2 separate regions of the Rattus norvegicus genome follow, and region 1 is linked to region 2. Evidence: chromatin contacts called from public Hi-C data. All regions are on one chromosome and are shown on one strand. Each heading gives the region's core, a stretch centred on a gene start, on an enhancer-like site or on the middle of the called end of the contact. The rest is flanking DNA. Distances are from core to core; before and after follow the strand shown. Region 1 holds the start of Insyn1 (inhibitory synaptic factor 1). Region 2 has its middle 59 kb from the start of Insyn1.

Region 1 (5,264 bases), core at 466-2,965, 58 kb before region 2:
AGAAGGACCTCTGATCCTTACCAGCAGCTCCTGGCCACCTTTTGACCCCAGGGCAGGGAGGCTGCAGCTGGTTTTAACTCCTCTCTGCCTTTGGAAATAAGAGTTTGGAATATCTGATCCCTGAAGTAAATCTTTTTGAGCTAGGCCCCAAGCAGTGAGGATTGACTAACAGAGCCATCCACTCTCCTAGAGTCCTTGCTCAGAGTCCAGGAGGCAAACAGTGGGGTCAAGGGGCAGCTTGGGTTTCAGAAGAATGTGTCCCATTAAGAATGGAGTAGGGCAGATTTAGTCCTCATTGAGCACCCTGAGTGCTAACCATAAAGATAGGCTCACTGATAGCTGCTCAGACATTCTCTGCCACACCAAGGCCCCATTACTAGCTCCAGGGATAGGGATTTTAAGCAAAACAGATTTGAGGCAAGGAGAATGGAAAGGGTGGTCCTCAGCGGAACAGCCCATGTGCACATAGCATTGCACACTCAAACACAGGTAAATGCTTTACTGCTGAGCCCAGCCAGGAAGGGTGAGGGTCTGTGTGGCCCCTGTTGGCCTCTCACTCACCTCCCTCAGCTCCTTAGCCACTTCTTTGAGTTCCCTCAGGATGCCTTCAAGTTGCCCGATGACCATCTTCATGCGCTGTCGAATCCGCTCTCTTTCTCCACCACTGTTGGGGTCGTCACTGGGCTGCCCGAGGTCCGGGGCACCCCGAATGTTCATCCTTCACCACGTGGCCGCAAGCCTGCCCATACTCGCCCCAGCGGGGCACACACTTCGTCTGCCTCCACGGAGCCCCCCTCGGACGGGCAGAGCTCCACATCTTAACGGCCCCCCAGCCTACCCTGGCCTTGGGCGGCCCTCACCCAGCCCCTGCTGCCTGCCACTCCACCTACTCGCCTCTGGGTGGGGGATGGAGCACCCAGAGGGAGACAGAATCTGACGGGGGTGGGGGGGTCAAGGTGAGGACACAGGAGGGCAAGGGGAGGGGCCTTGGGCCCAAGAACAGCTTCCAGGACTTGAAGTGCCAATGGTGTACAGAGCTGATCTTTGCCTGAATCTGGATGCGGAGGCAGGGGGATGATTCTGCAAGGACTAAGGGTAAGAGATGCCCTTGGGATGGGGGAAGGCAGCAATCCCCTCGCAACTCCTAGGCAGTTACAAAGGCAGAGGTCTTTAGATGCAGCCGAACCAGCAGAGGGACGGTGATCAGGGTCTTCCAGATGTGGAGGGGGCTCCAGATGTGAACAGCGCTGGAGAGGGAACTGGATTGGAGGAGGGCAGCCCCCTGCAGAAAGAGCGAGCCTGGCGTCAGCTCTCCCAGGCTGCTGCACCAGCCTGCTGCTGCTGCCTCCCTCTTCTCCCTGCCTGCACCCTCCTTCCTAGCTGGAGATTTATTTATTTATTTTGTTTGTGGGGAGGGGTGGTGGAGGCAGATGGTTTTCAGCATGCCCCTCATCTACAGGAAGAGTGGAGGAGCCCCTGTTTTAGAGGCATGAGTCCTCAGCCTCCTCTGGGGCACTCTAGCCGTGCCCCCCCCCCCCCGTCCCCAGGCACCAACCAAGCTTGGCCAGACAGGTTCAGCACAGGGCCTCTCCAGTTCTTCACCCTTCTTTCAATGACCACAGGGTGCCCTCCTACCCAGAGGACCCTTCCTCTCCCAGCCCCGCCTTCCCTCCGAAGCCGAACTCCCCTACTCACCGAGGGTTGGGGCAGAGGCCTTTCCTCTAAGCAATGTCGGGGGCCGAGCCCCAAGACGAGATTGGGGGGCCCCCAAGGCTCCCTAGGGCGGGCTTCTCTTTCTGGACCCTTCGGCTCCTGGCCTCAGGAAGGTCCTCCGATCGGTGACCGGAGACATCTGGGCGGTGGGAGGGGGCGGGGCCTCCGCGCTCCCGGGAAGGGGGCGAAAAAAAAATCTCCCCACCACGCTGGCCAGGCTCCGGGTCGCGAGGGTCCGGCGAGCTCGGGGGCCCCGAGGCCACAGGTGACCCGAGCCGAGGTAACACCAGTCCGGTCCAGGCGACTGAGTCAAAGTCGGAGGGCTGGGGAGGGCGCCGGGATCCCCTCAGCCCACGCCCGGCATTCCCCGGGCTCCACTGGGTTCGCGATTCTCTCTGTCCATTCCAGATCGTCAGGTCTGAGCCCCTCCGGGGTCTGTCCTGCCCCTGCCTTGCTCTGCCCTTCCCGAGCTGGCACTACTAGGCGTCCGGAGTGCACTCAGCCGGGACCCAGAATGTCGGTGCTCCCGCCGGGGTGGCGTCTGGAGCGGCCGTAGAAACCGCTCAGCTCAGCCCGGCAGTCGGCTCCATCAACGTTGGGAAAAGTCCGATTTCTTCGAGTCTCGGGGGAGGGGCCGCGGCCGTGGCCTGGGGGACCGGGTGTCGAACACGGTGGAGATGAGAGCACGAGGTGGGGGGCGGGGGAAGATTAGCACGGCGGGGCTGAGCAGAGGAAGGAAAGGAAAGCAGAAGGGGGCGAGCGAGACGCCAGGGAGGCGATGGAGGAGGCGCGCCGGGCCGGGCCAGGCACACCAGGCGCGCAGCCTCCGCTCGGCTCCACCGCCTCCAGCGCGCTCGCTCACGGCTCCGCGCCTCGCGGCCCGGGGCGCCGAGTGGCTGCCGATGGGGCAAACGAGGCACCGGGGCTGCTCCGGCCTCTCTGCCCAGCCGCTTCGCCCTCGCTCTGCCCTGGCCGTCCGGCTCGGCGGGCCTGGCCTGCTTACCCCGAGCGCCGCCGCGCCCCGCCGGACTGGCCGCCCGGCCGGGCGCAGGCTCCCTCAAAGGCCGCCGGGCTCTCGCGGCTCCGCTCGCCTCGGCGCTGGCAGGGAAGGGGCCGGCCCCGCGCGCCGGGAGGGAGCTTTTAAAGTGACACACACGCCTCCCAGTGCCCGGAGCGGAGCGCGCGAGCCGGGGGGTCTCGCCACCCTAGGGAGCGGGTTGGACTGGACGCCAGCAGGGCTGGAGGAGAGCTAGCCGGCCGTTGCCTGCCGCCCGCTGCACCGGGTGCACAGAGGCCCGGACTTGACTCCAAGTTCCTTCACCTCCTTTTACACAATCCCTTGACCCTCCTCCCCTCACTGTGGTGTGCCCCGGGGTTCCCCTTCTGGCTGTTACCCTCCTCTGCCATCATACCTCAAACTGCCCCAAATCTTGTGTCAGTTCAGTAAAAAGAACACAGCCAACCTTTACTGAACACCTATTGTGTGCCATGCTCAGGATGAGAAGGGCTTGGTGAATACTGGGCTGTTTCTCAGAAGGTTCTGTTCCCCTAGTTCTTCATCTAAGTTTTAAACATCTTTCTTTCTTTCTCTCTTTCTTTCTTTCTTTCTTTCTTTCTTTCTTTCTTTCTTTCTTTCTCCCTTTCTTTCTCCCTTTCTCCCTTTCTTTCTTTCTTTCTTTCTTTCTTTCTTTCTTTCTTTCTTTCTTTCTTTCTTTCTTTCTTTCTTTCTTTCTGGCTCTGTTGAGTAAAAATCGAGGAAAAGTTCCCCATAAGGACATTCTTGAGCAAACTGAAGGGTGGTGCACACAGTTCTAGGAGCTTTGGTAACCTGGCAGGTATGACAAGGATTCCCTCCATCCCCCAATGTTCTTCCCAGGAATTTAACCCTTGAGCTGAATCTTAACTGAGAAGTGGGAGTCCGGGTGACTGCCCTGGGGAAGGGAGGAATCAGCTTTCTAAGAGGGAAGGAAGATGGGTGAAGGAAATTCTCAGGAGAAGATGTGGGAGGTGGGGTGGGACAAGTTTCAGTCAAAGTGGCTCTGTTGATAACATTGGGAAGTCTGTATGAAGTGAAATAGAGGAAGACTGGATTAGGAAACAGGAGGCCAAGGCTAGAACCTCGGGATTTAGACAGTGGTGATGGAACACATCCCTTTAATCCCAGCACTTGGGAGACAGAGGTAGGTGGATCTCTGTGAGCTTGAGGCCAGCCAGGTCTGCTACAGCCTGAGAGCTATTACACAGAGAAACCCTGTCTTAGAAAACAGACAAAACAAAGAAAGCAGCCTGGAATTTCTTTGGCAGAAGGGGCCTGTGCGGTTGGGGGAAAGTCAGGTGCTATCTGCCCTTCTAAGAGACCTCACTAAACTCCCAAAAGTACATGGTGGGTTTGAGGAGGCCACAAGCCAGGTGCTCCATTAGGAGGTCCTTCTAGGATTTGAGCTGAGGGAGGCCAGCAACAGGATGTGGAGGAAGGGGTGCTCTCTTGGTGAAATCACTTGGTGATTTCCTGAGAGACTCTGAGAGAGCTAGGAGGAGGCAGACTTGTGCTTCTGGTTTATAGCTTGTTAGGCTGAGTAAATGGTTGTGCGCATCTGAGCCGTCTGGGGTGAAGAGCAGAAGTTTGGAACCTTAGAGAGAATCAGAAGGAAAATAGATCCCTGTTCATAGAAGGGCTGCGGCTTGACAGTGGTGGACTTATGGTGGCTGCTTTGGCTCATTCTCAGAGAAGATGAGATATTAAGCAGGTTAGCTGTGCAGAAGTAACATTAGCAGCATCAGGACCAGGCTGGCTGCCTAGAAGACTCTAGGACTGAGATGGGGAGGGAGTATTCAAAGAGGTAGGAGTAGAGCCCAGGGAGTGGAGCCCAGGGAGTGGAGTTGTGGGTCTGACATAGAGAGGCTTGTCTCAGTGGTGTCAAAGGCTGCTCATGAGAGAAGGGAAGCAGAGTGTTCAGGTGACCTTCACACTTAGGAGGCCATTAGTGACTGACAGGGACAGTGTTCTGTGTGTGTAGGTAGGTGAGAGGGAGTGACAGGAGCCACATTGTTAGGCATTTAGGACTGAATGGCTGGCGAGGAAGACATTCCAAAAGCTGGGCAGACAGGAAGTGGAGCTCCTGAACACAGAGGTAGGGAGGGCTGGAGACTTGGAGCCAGATGCAATTTTAAGGTGGCCTAAGGGGTTCTGGATTCAGGACAGTGAGAGTGATGAAGGTATCAATAGTTTCAGTTGGCCTCTGCGTCCTCTCAGAGGTTATATTCCCAGGGTCTTCGACAGCTACTGGGGAGTTCCTCCTCTTGCTGCCTTTTGAGGGGACCTAGATGCCTGAACCGGGGACAGGTTCACCTGAGGAGGTAACTCCAGAGATCCCACCAATCGCTTGGCTTGAACTTGTGGTAAAGTGCACATGGTAGCACACGCGCCATTTTATCTAGAGTCTCTAGTTCTGTGGCACTAGGTACATTGCCTGGAAGTCACAGAGTCCCATCCCTGCTTCTGCAGAAGCGATGGTGCTGGGGGACAGCCAGCAGCAGGCATGGACTAAGCC
Region 2 (5,454 bases), core at 1,248-3,747:
CACCAATGTCTTAGTCGGCAGCCCAAGCCTGGGTCACTATTGCTTACTGCTTTGGGGACTCTGGGAGCAAACCCATGACCTGACATGTGGTGTCTGCTTTATTGACAGCCTTTTGCTTTTATTACTGTTAAATTAAAATTCTGCACTGCATAATAGAAAAGATAGTAGACTGTGTCCTTGCCAAGTCGTGGGGGACACTGGATTCCCACAGACTGACTTGTCATCAATATGGATGATGCCTCTCTGGGCTTTAGAGATGGCTGAGCAGAGGCATTCTGTACAGAGGGAGGACGGACAGGAGGACATGGAGAGGACTCCCTGGAGGCGGGAGGAGCCATAAGTCCAGAGTTGTGGACTTAGTGCAGTGAGCTTTGAGAGACGCTGTGGAGGGCAATGGCACTAGTGGGGAGGCTAAGGGCAATTTACCTGCTTCCCATAGGAGGCTGGACAGAAGGCTTGGCCTCATCTGAAGATGAAGGGACCACAGCATATCAGACCCTAACAGGAGATAGAGTGTAAATTCAAAATCTTTTCCTCTTGAGAACAGAAAAACCTTATCTGTGGCGACTACCCAGAAGGATCTGAGACAGAGACCTCAGGGCCACTTCCGGGGCCAGGGTACCATCTGGTGTATCATATAGATGTATCACATAGATGTATCATATAGCTGTATCATCTGATGTATCATATAGATGTATCACATAGCTGTATCATATAGATACATATATCTCTATATGAGTTTGTGTCTGTGAGGCTGTGTAGAAGTCATCCATGTTGTTCTCTGTCCCTGCCTCTCAGAAGAGCATGAGGCTTTGAACTCAGTCTTCAGGCCTCACTCTGCCAGGAGTTCCCCTGACTGTGTGCCTGAACCCCTACCAGATCCCCAAGCTCTGTGGCTACCAGAGATGTCAGGGATTGAGGCTGCAGAGGACAAGTGATTGGTACTATCTCTTCCTGCCTCAAGGAGAAATTGCTCTGATGCTGCCAAGGGTCCCTCCTCCCATGGTCAACCACTCTGAAACCCCTCCTCCCCCTCTTCCTGTTACCTGTCTTCCACCCCCACCCACCTCCAATTCCCACAGTGACAGAGGTCAGGGAGATATAAACAACCCACGGTTTCCAATTAATTTTTAATTGCCACTTGAAATTCTTAATTGCAGCTGAAACACTATCTGTAATGGAGGCCTGGGGTAGGGGTAGGGTGGGGGTGACCCAGTTAGAGGTGCTGAGCCAGTAGGGGAGGACCAGAAGGCAGCCTGACAAGTGACCCTAGGAGCCCCTAGAGTAGTGCCTCTACCTCTCAGGGGCCAGAGGCCTAGGCTCCAGCCTGTTCCCTGGGCAGGAAGTCTATAGCAGCACCATCTGTTTGTGTCTTATTACAGTAATCGAGGGTCCTAACAAGACAGTGCTGCAAGGTCTCCTTGGCCAATTAGAACCCTTGCCTGGAGCTGGGGTCAGAGTGGCCAGAGTGGCCCTAGGAGCTTCCTGGGAACCCTTATAGGAGATCTGAGCACTTCCCACAGATCCTCAGCCTTACACAGGAGGTCCAGGCTTCTGGAGAAGCCTTGAGGTGATGCCACGGTTGGAAGAAGGATGAGCAACTGTCTAGTCTTCAGGACTGAAGAACTTCCTGTGTCATGGCATTTCTGGAGCTAAGGCCAAGGAAAGGCCCAGTAAGCCAAGCCAACCAGTTTAGGTCAGCTGGCTCCTTGACACACAATCGGTTTTGGGGAGTGAGGAACTGTACTGCCCTGAGGCTCTTCAGCCTGACTAGAGATCTGACCACAGGAGAAGCTGCTATTCTTCTTGTCCACACTGCCCTCAGCCTGGGCTTCCCCAACTAGACTTGCTGTTGGTCTGCTCAGTCATTCTACTCCCAGTTGCACAGATGATTTCCTTGTCCCACATGGCATAAGGCCTGAGCTGGGCCTCAGTTTCCCCTTCCTCTAGCCTAGTGGTAGCCTGGTTCACCTAGTGATGTGGGCAGGGCAAGGATCTATTTGAATCAGGAAAGAACTAAGAATAGACAACCTGTCCAGAAGTGGAAAGACCTGGCCTAGCTACTGGCTGGGGTGAGGCGAATCATTCACATGAATTGTTGGAAGCAAGGCCTGCTGTAGCCCTCCGTCTGCCTTCCTCTTCCAGACATGCATTTGCAAACTTTTGGTTAAGACAGCTGGTTCACCATAGGCGACAGTACCTGAGTCTTGACAGCTAGTGACAACAGAAGCCTGTGCAGAACAGCTTGAACATCTGCTGGAGTTGCAGGGCAGGTGGAGTGGGGGCTGGGGTCATGGCGAGAGGCAGGGGCTGTGGCTGTAGTCAGGAGAGAATCTGGCCAGGCTTAGGGCTTGGAAAAGCAGGGGGACTTGAGGAGAATGGGCTTTCCTGGGGAGCTGGGGAGCATTCTGTGGGTGAGCCTCTGTTAAATGAATGAGTGGAGGAATTTATGAGCAAACAGAAGCCAGAGTTGGATTACTAAGCAGAGTTTAGTAAGCTACTAGGCATAGTCACTATTCTGCCTCTTAGAGCTCTTAGGAACAGATCACAGCTAAATGCCTCTTTCCCCTAGAAGCTGCCATCCCTCCAGCGACATGATGACTCTAACCTCTTGCTTGGATCCCCTCTGGCAGATTCCCTAACGACCACCAGTCAGCAATACGGTGGCCTCAGAGGTCTGAATTCCAATGCTGTCCAACAGAACAGCCTTGAGTGAGGTGGAGAGATAGGGCTGAGCGACAAAAGGACTGACTTCCGCTCCTGCCTGGGCAGTTGGAACCCAAGTCTCTCTAGATTAACAGAGTCCTGTCACCGAGCCCAAAGCATGAGCAACTCCCTGTCCTGCCCCCTGGGCACAGGCTGCTCTGGCTTTCTGCTCTGGCTGTGATTCTTTTGTCAGAGCAGTGTGGCTGCATGCCCCTGCTTGCCTGCTCTTAGTCCTCCCTCTGTAAGACTCCTCCCTCTCTCCCTCTTCCCCCACTTCCTTGGATGTAAGGATCTCGTGAGTCACTCCACTTTGAGCTGCCAGATGCCAGATGCAGTTGGACTCAGAGAGGAAGCCAATTTTCCCCCGTTATTTAAATGGAGCCCTGGGCTAATGGAAGCCCCTGTCCCTACCATCCCTGCATTTTTCAGTAGGGTGGGAAAAGCTGACTGCTCTGCACCTCCCAGGCTCTGTCTGGCTGCCCTCCGGCCCCTGAGCTTGGCAAGCTTGTCTTGCTGCCAGGAGACATGGCACCGGTCAGCTCACTGCAGCCCAGGGCATGCTCAGAGAGGACTCCCATCACCAGGCCATCAAAGCACTTATGATCAAAGCCCAGGTTAATCCCCAGGGCATCATCCAAGGAGTTTTCAGGAAGCGATTCCTCGGTCCCTAGCGCTGTGCTGGTGTTGTGGGGGAGACAGAAAAAAAAATCCCTGTCTTCAAGGAATCATCTGTTTAGAGAGAGAAAAAATTTCATACAAAATAGTGGTTCCTGTTTCTCTTCTTGGATCTCCTTCCAGACACGACCTCATTTAATTATCACAGCTCCTCCATGTGAGGGAAACTCTGAGGCGTGAGGCTCTGAGAGATTGACTCATCCAGGGTCAGGTCTGTGGTAGGGGGCTGAGTACTATCCCGAGGCCATCAGAATACAAAATTTCCCTGAGTCTTCAAACGGTGTATGGAGGAGACAGAGACAACTCCTAAAAAGGGAGCCCAACAACCTCTCTCCCTGCCTTCCTCCAGAGATGTGGCCTCTAGGCTCTCCTGGAGCTCCTGCTTCAGCCTCCCTTGAGCTGAGTTTACAGCTGTACACCACTGTGCTAAGCATTGTATGGAATTCCTACCAGCCAGTTCTGGCCATGTTGAGAGAGAAGACACAGCAGAGGAAAGCGAAGGCGCCGCCACACTCTCATCGTTGGGCTCATGGGCAGCCTCATGTGCTCAGACATCTTTTTCTGCTGGCTGACTGGCACCTCAAGGCTGACAATCAGGAGCCATCCATCTGTATCCTTGGCTCCAACACGGAAGTTGGCACGTAGATGCCCAGAGAAACTGCACTGGAAAACTTATCACGTGATGACCACCCAGCCCAGGCCTTGGCAGTCCAAGGTTGAATGCGGGGTTCTGGGCTAGCATCAGACAGCTCCAGGTCTTCATTTTGGATAGAGAATGAGAGGGGTATGCCACCTGGTCTCTGGCTTGTGAAATTTGGGGTCTCCTGCTTTGATCACTTGATCACTTATCTCTAGAGTGAAGTGATTGCAGGCTGCCAAGCGTTTGAGGGAAATAGTCTGCTCTGGAAAGACACATTTCCCCCCATAAACTTGCATTGCGATTTTTGACCGTCTCCTATAAAGGAAGAGAGGCGTCTTTTAGTTTATGTTTACAACTGTGTGACTGGAAAAAAAAAATCGATCCTCTCACTCGACATTTTCTTCAGCCAGACTCTTCCCCTGACCCCTGGAGTCTTTGATCTGGGACAAAAGGCTGATGCCCAGAACTTAGGGCCAGAGGCTCCTTGGGCAGGTGGGAATGGCCCTAGCTTTAAGCTAGCTATGGGTCTGGCATGGACTGGCATGGGAAGGGCCTTTTGATTCCTGTATGGTTTCCAAGCTGTCAGCCAGAAGGCAGGGGCTGGCTAAGAGAACATGGCACCTCCCTCCAGGCTGTGGAGAGGAAACAGGAGCAGAGCCAATTCCATTGCCCTTTGTCAGACCCAACAGACCACGGATAGTGGTGGAAGGGACCTCTCCTGTAGCAGCCCCAGGGATTGCTGCCTCCCACACAAAGCCTCCTTTACTGCCCATGGTAAAGGTGGCTCCTCCCTCTGTTGGCCTCCTTGTTGGCCTCCTGCCTGATGGATGTCTGTCTCTCAAAGTATAACGTGGAGCAAACTCGTCAGGCAGCCACCCTCACCGCTATGAAAATACCTTGGCTCAAATATTAGCTCCTTCCTTCTTCATTGTGTGACCCAGACAAGTAGTTTGACCTTTTTCTGAGTCTGGGTGTCCCTGGCTGTCACATCAAGGGTATTTGAATGTAACAGTAGACCATTTGATTTAGAACCATGCCCTCCCCTCCCGTCTCCCCTCTCCATACTCTTTCCCAACAGGCACCGTGTTATACTGCATCTGGCTTGGTGCACTGCAGGAGGACCTGGAGCCTGCTTCTTCTGTTGCAGTCTGCTGGCACACACAGGAGGCTCCTCAGAGCCAGCTGGACCGGTAGCTCGGAGTGAGCATGGTCCGCCAGGCTGATGCACGGTCAGGGCCAGCTCTGTTCTCTCTCATCTGGGATTCCAGGCTGAAGAAATACTATTCAGCCAAATCCAATTCTGAAGGTTGTCTACAAATCTGCTGCCAGCACCAGGCTGGAACCCTTCGGAGTCAGAGATCATGTCTTGCATTCTGTCCCCAGGGTCCAGCAAGGGGCACTCATCATGGTTCCTAAATCCCTTAGTTTAAAAG

The links. A called contact is a pair of places that touch in the nucleus more often than the background predicts.
Region 1: a Hi-C map of Schwann cells shows a contact between it and region 2, with 4 times the contacts expected there. The contact joins the promoter of Insyn1 here to the enhancer-like site in region 2. A contact is called at or near these places in 1 of 12 Hi-C or Micro-C datasets (Schwann cells) and 1 of 1 datasets of contacts at active chromatin or transcription factors (oligodendrocytes).

The regions. Positions count from the first base shown.
Region 1 is chr8:67,796,440-67,801,703 of GRCr8, reverse strand. Insyn1 (inhibitory synaptic factor 1) reads right to left here and starts at 1,715. Exons shown (of 3, transcript NM_001113791.1): 1 at 1,696-1,715; 2 at 562-1,282. The coding sequence starts at 717.
Region 2 is chr8:67,738,549-67,744,002 of GRCr8, reverse strand. No RefSeq gene overlaps it. Among named protein-coding and RNA genes, the nearest start is that of Insyn1, 59 kb to the left of the region's middle. Within about 2 kb of position 2,497, at least 25 of the 93 cell types and tissues checked have an H3K27ac peak or open chromatin away from gene starts, as enhancers often do. A contact at or near this core is called in Schwann cells, where this site is marked.